Linked DNA regions of Zea mays: regions 2 and 3 are each linked to region 1. Evidence: chromatin contacts called from public Hi-C data. All regions are on one chromosome and are shown on one strand. The core of a region is the stretch at or near the end of the contact, and the rest is flanking DNA. Distances in the headings are between cores, read along the strand shown.

Region 1 (3,294 bases), core at 487-2,986:
AAATGTGCTGGTCTAGGTACACAACATGTTGTCATCATTGTATATGATAGTGACCTCTGTGTGGTTTGGCATTCCCTTAGTAGCCTTTAGATGGGCCAACCCCTTTGAAACTACATTGATCTGGTGCACTATGGCTAGAAGTATGAACCCTAACAAAGCCTTGAATATCTTTCTCCTCTTCTCAAATAGTATCATTATATTTTTCCTGATTGCATCAAACAACATGTCCACTAGTAGGTGTTTGTGGTCTTAGATCCATGCATTCTAACATTCTGCCAAGTTGTCATTTGTGTAATCACACTCCATCTCTTCTTTGAATCCACTTCTAGCCCACACAAACTATATGATGTTCCTTCAACCACATCATTAAGTACAACTACATCTTTCTCAACATCACTGTTACATGCATTACCTTCTCACCCATCCTACATATAATCATATTCTCAAACTAATCACTACTAGTAACTTTCCACTCTCTTGCACCATCTATGTCAACAACCCAAACTAGCAGTTGCTAGCTTGAGCGCATATGATCTTGCTAGCTATATCATTTACAAAGCCATTTAGTGTGTACACATTGCTATCAAACCATAAGTCATGTTCTTGAGCTTATATGGCATATACTGAATAGTCATTGACCAACGCATGTGCTTATCAACACGACCATGGATTCCAAAGGCACAATTAGGAGGAACCGTGACAATAACATACACATAAAAGGGGGGATTAGGACCAAACTACCTCCGCACTCTACATCACATATAATGCAATAACATATCAACATACCATGGGGGCACAGACAAAACACCATATTGTCTAAGGGTTTGTACTACATCCAGAAGTTCTACAACACGTATGAAGGACTAAAAATCAGGAACCCTAACCAAGCATGAACATGCCACAAAACTCTAACATCAATTATTACAACCACACATGTGGCGTCTAAGGAGAAGGGACTACATTTAACCTTAGAGTTTGCTAGGTCATGTTGGACTGACGTGCAATGTCAGCAAAAACAATAAAATTATAGGGAAGATAAAAGGAAAAGGTTTTAGTAGTTAGTAAAACAATATACATGAATACTTGCTCTTTTCTCGATTTTAGATTGGATTTTTGACAGCATGATAAGTGAATTTCTATTTTTCATGAAAAATTTATAATTGTCGTGATAAAACCGACAAATACTTAAATACTAGTAATTTGTCCGTGCATTGGTAGGATTTGTTTTAATAAAACACAATAATATGTGTTCTATTGGTTAGGTGGATGTGAACGTGCAGTTAACAATCAAGATTCAAACTTTTACTTATGCACAATTTTACTTTATTTTTGTAGGAGGAGGATGACGCGAGACGACCATTGAAACCGATGCTTTATTGCCTGTGTATTGCCACAGTTTCCATATATCATATGAGTTGTCTTTGTTTTAATAAGATATAAAAATATATGTTCTATTGATTTTATGTGAGGTGTGAATGTAGAGGTACACAATTTTTCTTTTTTCAATAAACGGGAAGGATAAAGATAGCTTGGGACGGATATTAAAATTGTTTTATATAATACATAGATACATATATGGTTAATACTTAAGAGCATATATAACCTTATTTAATATATATTTTTTTAGGTCTCTAAGGGTCTAATTTTGAAAAAAATAAAAGAGATGAAATTTTAGCGAATAACTCATCTCTTCCCGACTCTTTATATATGTTTATGATCTAAAATATCATGGCTGTATCATAACTGTTGTTAGGGTTGTACATGTTCCGCTGGTTATTGATCCGCGATTTGCTGGCTCATTCAGCAGCATCCTGATTCGTTAGGCGTGCCGCGTGAGCCTTGCTCGCTCCAATCGATTTCGTCGTCGTCCGCTCGTCGCTAGCTCCTTCTTGGTCGCTCCTTCGCCCCTGCTACAATCGATTTCGTCGTCTTCAGCGAGGAGCTGGGGAGTGATTGAACGAAGCCAGCGCTCCCTCCATTGTCGCCCCGCAGATCGATCGAAGTCAGCAACCAGATCAGAAAGAGCAAAAGAGGCGCCCGAGTCTCTACGGCGGAAAGCCATGGACGGCGCCGCCAACTGGCGTCCCACGCAGGGAGCCGACCCTGCCACCGTCGCTGCTGTCGGCGGCGTCGACCCTAACGCGGCTGCCCCCACCGGAAGCGACTGGCGCACCCAGCTTCAGCCCGAGGCGCGCCAGAGGATCGTCAATAAGATGTACGTCTTCTCCATCTAACCTCCTCCCTTTCTAATGGGAATTGTCAAGCAACTCCAATTTTTTTTCCTTTCGCCGTGGTTGATCCATGTAGCTTCTTCTACGATTCGATCGACTCGATCGATTCGATCCACTGGTTCCCTCTTTACTTATCCAGTTATCTCTTTACTTTATTTAGATAGATACAGACGGTATCATGCGTTTGCTGTTGATCCATCCGTACATTTACACCTAACAATACGTCAACATTTGTCTCGTTTGTATACCCACGGATCTGCATTGATACCATCCAATGCAATATCATACTTTCTAAGATCATGTATCTTTATTTAAACCAAATTTTATTACCAAAATTATCAGTAGATTTGACTACCTTTTTGCTTGCTATATGATTCAAAAAAATATCTTTATAAAGCCATCTCTGCACCAGTACATACAAAAGCTGCATATGGTCTGATATCATCACATCCGGAGGATTCACAACTGGGGCATGGATCATGTGAGTAACGAAGAACAACTTGCGGATATTCTGATGAAGTCACTTGGGTGCGCACGGTTTGCTGAAATTCGTGGCAAGATTTGCATCCTTTAGGTCATATGAACCGAGACAGACATAGGGGGAGATTGTTGCATAATTCAGCTCGGTTTATTTGTTTTCTTCTTAGTTGATTGATTAGTTTCCTTTTTAGCTAATTGATAGCTGATTGATTAGTTTTCTTTCTTAGCTATTTGGATATTTTTCTTTAATAGCTAATTGATTGCTGATTGGTGCTGTGATTTATGGTTATGAGCCTTTGTAATTGTGTAGATAAACAGATTAATATAATACATCTATTGCAGCGGTGTAGTTTGGCAGCGAAAAAAAATCTTTTATGTTTTTATCTTCAAAAAAGAGAGAAAGAGAACTAATCAATTATCTAAGAAAGGAAACTAATCAATCAACTAAGAAGGAAAAAACAAACCGAGCTGGATTGTGCAACAATGACTACTCATTTTTTTCTCAGCCATGAGGGGTACTTCAATGCGCATTTGAGTTCTTTTAAGGTATGGGTGTAGAATGCAACAACCCATGATGTGATTA
Region 2 (3,294 bases), core at 277-2,776, 200 kb before region 1:
TCCTAATATCTGTTTTAAGGTTGGTTTACATCTTCTTTTGGAGTTGCTTTTACTCTCTGAGCACAGCTAGAAAAATAAATTATATTTACGGGATAAATTTTATAATTGGGGTTTCCCTTTTTGTTGATTAGAGATATTTACTATTTGATATGATATATTAAGAGCTTAGATATATGTGCCTGCCAACCGACTTCCTAGAAGTGGCAACAAATGATGGACAAATTGGTTCCTCAATGCTCTATTTTTGTGGAAACAGACAGTAATTGCTTCCACTATTGTGGTATTTATTAGATGTACATAACTAAGGGAAGGTAAAATAGTACTAAAAGTTTAGAAATAAGGGAGGAAAAAAAGGCGGGTGAAATAGAGACTTCAAGGAGGTTTTAGCAGATTTATTAGGGGTCCCCCCCCCCCACACACACACATCACCACCCAATTAGAGAATTGGATATTGTGAAGCACGTCAAAGAAAGAAATCACAGTCCATTCTCAATGCAAATACCAAACGGTAAGCTCTTGCAGACATCCCCATCAACAAGAAGCTCTACATATTCAGCTATGCCAGCTTTACAGTCGGTGCAGCAGGAATAGTTCTCAGTTTCTACATATCGGTATAGTAGATGTTTACACCATAGATATGAAACTTATTCAATTTCATCCGTTCTTTGACGAAGTAAACCAAATTGATGGCCCTAGACTCCTAGAGTGGGTGCTTGAAAATTCCCTATACAATTTCACCCTTTGTTGCGGCCTAATTACGGTGCTGGATCCCATTGCATTTTTCTGTGTGTCCAGGAAGGGAAACAAACAATAATTGTTGGCACATGAGGATGATGAAATAGCGAAAGACTGGAATGCTGGAATTGTGCTTTCTTTTGGATCATTTGTGTACTAAGAGTATCCAGTATTTTAAGATCTTATTGTGTGACAGTACGGTAAGTTTTAATTCATGCACACATGGAAATTCAAATTAGTTTTTGCAAAGATAAACAGGATTATCATTCGCTAGTCAGGTGTTTTTTGTACCACGAATGAATTAAAACACATGCTCCACTAATGCTGAATTGAGAAAAACGTTTTTTTTTACAACTAGCAACGTACGGGCATATACCTGTATTGGCAGAGGATAAGAAATAGCATACCGGTGGAATGGAAGGGAGGGAAAGAGAGGAGAGGGGAAGCGCATACTCGCAGTGGAGGCAGTAGAACTGTCCCAGGCCTGGGAGGTCCTCATCGACGGGGAGCTCCTTGGCTTCAGCGTCCTTGCCCTGGTCGGCCAGCTTGACGAGCTCGTCATAGACGGCATCGTCGGCCTTCAGGAGGAACTTGCCGCGGCGAGCCGTCTTGTGGGATAGGCGGCGCTTCTTTACCTTGCGGTGCGGGCACTTGCCTCCCATCTCGAGGAAGAGCGGCGGCGGCGGCGGCGTTTAGGGTTTTTGTCTGGCAGCCGAACTGCGTCGTGGAGAACAGAAGAGAAGATGCAACGGAAGAAGTCTAGGAGAAGAGGTGGTTTTCCAGAGGAGGACCATGGGAGGGCCGAGCGAGGAAAGCCTTAATTCGTTTACGTAGCCCTACTGGGCCAAATGTGACTGCCCAAACCTGGCCACTGGGCCAAACGTGACTGCCCAAACCTAGCAGCAAAGAAGTCCAAATCTTTTCTTCTATTTTACTTCCACTTGTTACACTAGTTATACGTGAAATCACTCTAGGTATCTAAGTTTCAACATAACTAATACATCATTTTATTTTTCTATATGGGAGTTTTTAGGTTATATTATTATATAATGTTTATTAGTCTTGGTCACTTATTTGCATTTTTTTAGTTGACACTAGAATATTTTATGGATTTAATTGTTCTTCGATGATTTTATGCAGAAAGAAATTAATAATATGTAAATAGCCTCATAAGTTCATGAAATTTTATGTAGGCATAACATATATCCACATATAATCCTTAAAATGTTATGTTTGATACTACTTTACGCTCAAACGTGATGATTTTTACGCTGAAAACCTTGAATCGTGTCTATAACTGTCATAAAAACAGATACCTAAAATAGCGCATCCACGTGATTTGGACGCGGGATGTGAGAGCACCTAGAGGGGGGGTGAATAGGTGATCCTGTAAAAACTTAAACTTATAGCCACAAAAACTTGTTAAGGGTTAGCACAATAATTGCCAAGTGGCTAAAGAGGAGATCTTGCACAATACGACAATCACAAAGAATTCAACACAGAGAAGACACAGTGATTTATCCCGTGGTTCGGCCAAGTACAAAACTTGCCTACTCCACGTTGTGGCGTCCCAACGGACGAGGGTTGCAATCAACCCCTCTCAAGCGGTCCAAAGACCCACTTGAATACCACGGTGTTTTGCCTTGCTTATCTTTATCCCACTCGCGAGGAATCTCCACAAATTGGAGTCTCTCGCCCTTACACTTAAGATTCACAAAGAAGCACTGAGTAAGGGAGGGAAGCAACACACACAAATCCACAGCGAAATGCGCACACACACGGCCAAGAATCGAGCTCAAAGACTATCTCAAAGTTCTCACAAGAACGGAGCTCGAATCACTTAGAATAACAAACGGATGCGCAAAGACTGAGTGTGGATGATCAAGAATGCTCTAAGGTTGCTTGGTTGTCTCCTCCATGCGCCTAGGGGTCCCTTTTATAGCCCCAAGGCAGCTAGGAGCCGTTGAGAGCAATTCTGGAAGGCTGATCTTGCCTTCTGTCATCGGGCGCACCGGACAGTCCGGTGCACACCGGACACTGTCCGGTGCCCGATCCCCTTCCTAAAATGTTGCAGCCGACCGTTGCCCGCCAGAGAGCCGTTGGCGCACCGGACATGTCCGGTGCACACCGGACAGTCCGGTGCCCCCTTCTAGCCGTTGGCTCGGCCACGTGTCACGCGCAGATCGCGCGGCCGACAGTTGGCCCGGCCGACCGTTGGCTCACCGGACAGTCCGGTGCACACCGGACAGTCCGGTGAATTATAGCTGTACGCCGTCAGCGAATTCCCGAGAGCGGCTACTTCGGCCGAGGCAGCCTGGCGCACCGGACACTGTCCGGTGCACCACCGGACACTGTCCGGTGCACCACCGGACAGTCCGGTGCCCCAGACCGAAACATCCTCTTGGCTGTACACAGCCAACTCTTTTCTTTTCTTTTTCTTCCTGTTTCCAATACTTAGACAAGTATATTAGTACACAAAACCAATGTACTAAGACTTAGAAACATACCTTTGCTCTTGATTTTCACTTTATTCATCCATAAACATGAATTCACATTTAA
Region 3 (3,294 bases), core at 563-3,062, 130 kb before region 1:
CGTTACAAAAATACCAAGCGAGATCATAAAGGGGCCCAAATCGGATGTGATTGGCCTTTTGGACTAGATGCGACGATAATGGCGAGCACAAGAAGATAGATCATTTAAGAATTTGACTAGGGTAGAGAGACTCGACTACAAAGTAGAGCCCAATCAATCTTCCCTAGTGAAGTCATCAAAAAGTGTATGGACATAAATATCATCACACGACAGCTAAGCTAGATTATCTAGGTCGTCACGGACCAAAGAGCACAACTAATAACTATCATGCTTTAACGATGAAGAGATGTTAGGTTCACAAACAAACTAATAAAGGATAACCAATCACGCTTTTCGTAGCGGAGAATGGCTAGTTCCCTTGCAAACTAGCATATGATAACCAATCGTTTACCAATAGTTTCCTTGGTTGTCGGATTAGACATGGTCAACAATATGTAGTTTTGGTGATTGTGTGTTGATACCTCATTTGGCAATGTACCCCCATATATCATGAGTAGAGGTGAATTCATTCTGTTGGGAAACTAATGTGGCACTATTATTATATCGTTTTACCAAGTTTTATTTATTAGACTAGACCAAAGCTAATCACGAGTCTCTTAAAATTGGTCTAGGTCCAATTTAAGCGTCAGCAAGATGATTTTTTTTTTACTTTTGATAAATATAACCAATACATTTTTTGCAGGTATCTTTCCGTGAGACATATTGCCTCCGATTTTGAAATTGATTACAGTGTTTGGATGAGTACAACACACATCCATTGCGGAGGGGTTTTCAGAGTGTAGTATCATATTTTTGTTTGCCTTTCGTGGCTGAAGTTTCATTTTCTGTCCGGACATTCGAAGAGGGTTTTTTTTTTATTTAGAACTAGTTTGAGAATTCAATTTTTCTAAAGGTTTTTTATTTATTCGAAGAAAATTAGTTCATTTTTTTGGAAAATTGGAAATCTAATGAAAAATAAGGTTGCCAAACTAGCGCCGGAGCTTTTGTTGTCGATAGGCTTTAGGCTGTCTATGATAGATCATATAAAATAGTAGATTTATATTATTGATGACACTATTTATAGGATGAAAGTTTAAATTAAAAGATAAAATAAGGGATGAGAAACGAGAAACCGTGGCCCTTGTTGGCTTGTTGCAAACGGGATGTCGTGTCGAGTACACGGTGTAATTAGAACTTGCCGCTCAAGAAACGGATGGAAGGGAAGGAATTGTCCCTCCCGATCTCCCCTCTGCAAACCGCAGCTTCAGCTGGACCTTCATTTCTGCTTGGTTGTTTCCTCACTGTCATACTGTCACCGGCTCACTCGCTGTCACTGTCCCTGCCACTGCCACTGCCACTCACGCGCGCGTCCTGCCTCCAGAGCGCCGAATTAACTACAGGACATACGTATAGTACGTACATGTACATGGTATACGTATTAACTCTTTGTCCGATTTCAAATCTACTGTGCACACGACACGTACGCCCAGCTCCTATCTCCCAGCGGTACAAAGTTTATACTCTCGCATTGTCCATTGCTGGCAATTCGCAACAATGTGTGTGCAACGGAATTATGGAAAATGCTGCTGTGCTCAAATATATGCTGCAAGCTAGTACGGCTGCACGCACAGTTTCCATTTCACATCTGCCTTTTCTTGCCCTGCATCGTTTCTGTACGTCCCTTCTTCCTATTTTCGTGTCGTGTTGCTTTTGCTGCGACATGGCCACAGCGGCCACAGGAGAGGGACGGAGTGCTGAGGGAGTGAGGGGGACCCAGCCCAGCCAAGCACATTTTACCCATCGCATCGCACGAAACCGAAGGAGAGCGGCGATCCAGCCTCTCTTCCTCTCAGATCAAACTCACTCCTCACTCCGCGAGCTGCTTGCTATTCCCAAGCCCCAACACCTCAGTCTAGCCGCTACAGTCCTTCAGACGATTCGATGCATCCTTGCATGCTCTTCCTCCTCTGCCTGGCCGCGCTGCCGCTGGCCTCGCATTCCTCCTCCAACCCCGACGTCGCGCTGCTCCTCGCCAAGGTGAAGCCGGCGCTGCAGGGCGAGCGCGCCAACGCGCAGCTCGCCACCTGGAACGCCTCCACGCCGCTCTGCCTCTGGCGCGGCCTCCGCTGGGCGACGCCCGACGGCCGGCCCCTCCGCTGCGACGCCGCCGCCACGCGCGCCAACCTGTCGCTCGCCTCCGACCCCGCCCTCCTCCTCCTCTCCGTCCGCCTCCCCGCGTCCGCCCTCGCCGGCCGCCTCCCGCCGGACCTCGGCGCCTTCTCCGCGCTCGACTCCGTCTACCTCGCCGCCAACTCGCTCTCGGGCCCCGTCCCGCTCGAGCTCGGCAACGCGCCCGCGCTCTCCGCGCTCGACCTCGCCGGCAACCGCCTCTCGGGGGACCTGCCCGCCTCCATCTGGAACCTCTGCGACCGCGCCACCGAGCTCCGCCTCCACGGCAACGCGCTCACCGGGGCCGTGCCCGAGCCGGCCGGCCCCAACACCACCTGCGACCGCCTCCGCGTCCTCGACCTCGGCGCCAACCGCTTCTCCGGCGCCTTCCCCGCCTTCGTCACCGCGTTCCGTGGCCTCCAGCGCCTCGACCTGGGCGCCAACCGCCTGGAGGGCCCCATCCCGGAGGCCCTCGCCGGGATGGCGGCGACCCAGCAGCTCCAGGCGCTCAACGTCTCCTACAACAACTTCTCCGGCCAGCTGCCCCCGTCCTTCGCGGCCTCCCGCTTCACGGCGGACTCGTTCGTAGGCAACGAACCAGCGCTGTGCGGCCCGCCGCTGCGCCAGTGCGTGACAGCCTCGGGCCTCAGCTCCCGCGGCGTCGCCGGGATGGTCATCGGGATCATGGCCGGCGCCGTCGTGCTCGCGTCCGTGTCCATCGGCTGGGCGCAGGGGAGGTGGAGGCGGAGCGGCAGGATCCCGGAGCAGGACGAGATGCTGGAGTCGGCCGACGACGCCCAGGACGCGTCGTCAGAGGGCAGGCTCGTGGTCTTCGAGGGCGGCGAGCACCTCACGCTGGAGGAGGTGCTCAACGCGACCGGCCAGGTGGTGGACAAGGCCAGCTACTGCACGGTGTACAAGGCGAAGCTGGCGAGCGGCGGCAGCAGCATCGAGCTGCGCCTGCTGCGGGAAGGCAGCTGCAAGGACGCCGCGTCGTGCGCGCCCGTTGTGCGGCGCATCGGCCGCGCGCGCCACGAGAACCTGGTCCCGCTTAGGGCCTTCTACCAGGGGAGGCGCGGCGAGAAGCTGCTGGTGTACGACTACTTCCCGCGCAGCCGGACGCTGCAGGAGCTGCTGCACGGTGGC

Evidence for each region. A called contact is a pair of places that touch in the nucleus more often than the background predicts.
Region 2: a contact with region 1 is called in a Hi-C map of ear, with 5 times the contacts expected there. The contact joins the promoter of LOC100280453 here to the promoter of LOC103643172 in region 1. A contact is called at or near these places in 6 of 25 Hi-C or Micro-C datasets (bundle sheath, ear, leaf and 1 more).
Region 3: a contact with region 1 is called in a Hi-C map of ear, with 4 times the contacts expected there. The contact joins the promoter of LOC100279361 here to the promoter of LOC103643172 in region 1. A contact is called at or near these places in 11 of 25 Hi-C or Micro-C datasets (ear, endosperm, leaf and 3 more) and 1 of 3 datasets of contacts at active chromatin or transcription factors (leaf).

What each region holds. Positions count from the first base shown.
Region 1 is chr1:206,414,369-206,417,662 of Zm-B73-REFERENCE-NAM-5.0, reverse strand. LOC103643172 (mediator of RNA polymerase II transcription subunit 15a) reads left to right here and starts at 1,736. Exons shown (of 10, transcript XM_008666330.4): 1 at 1,736-2,215. The coding sequence starts at 2,061.
Region 2 is chr1:206,614,140-206,617,433 of Zm-B73-REFERENCE-NAM-5.0, reverse strand. It overlaps LOC100280453 (zinc finger protein 593), which reads right to left and starts at 1,526. Exons shown (of 3, transcript NM_001153373.2): 1 at 1,189-1,526. The coding sequence starts at 1,397.
Region 3 is chr1:206,547,769-206,551,062 of Zm-B73-REFERENCE-NAM-5.0, reverse strand. LOC100279361 (putative leucine-rich repeat receptor-like protein kinase family protein) reads left to right here and starts at 1,812. Exons shown (of 1, transcript NM_001152378.2): 1 at 1,812-3,294. The coding sequence starts at 1,921.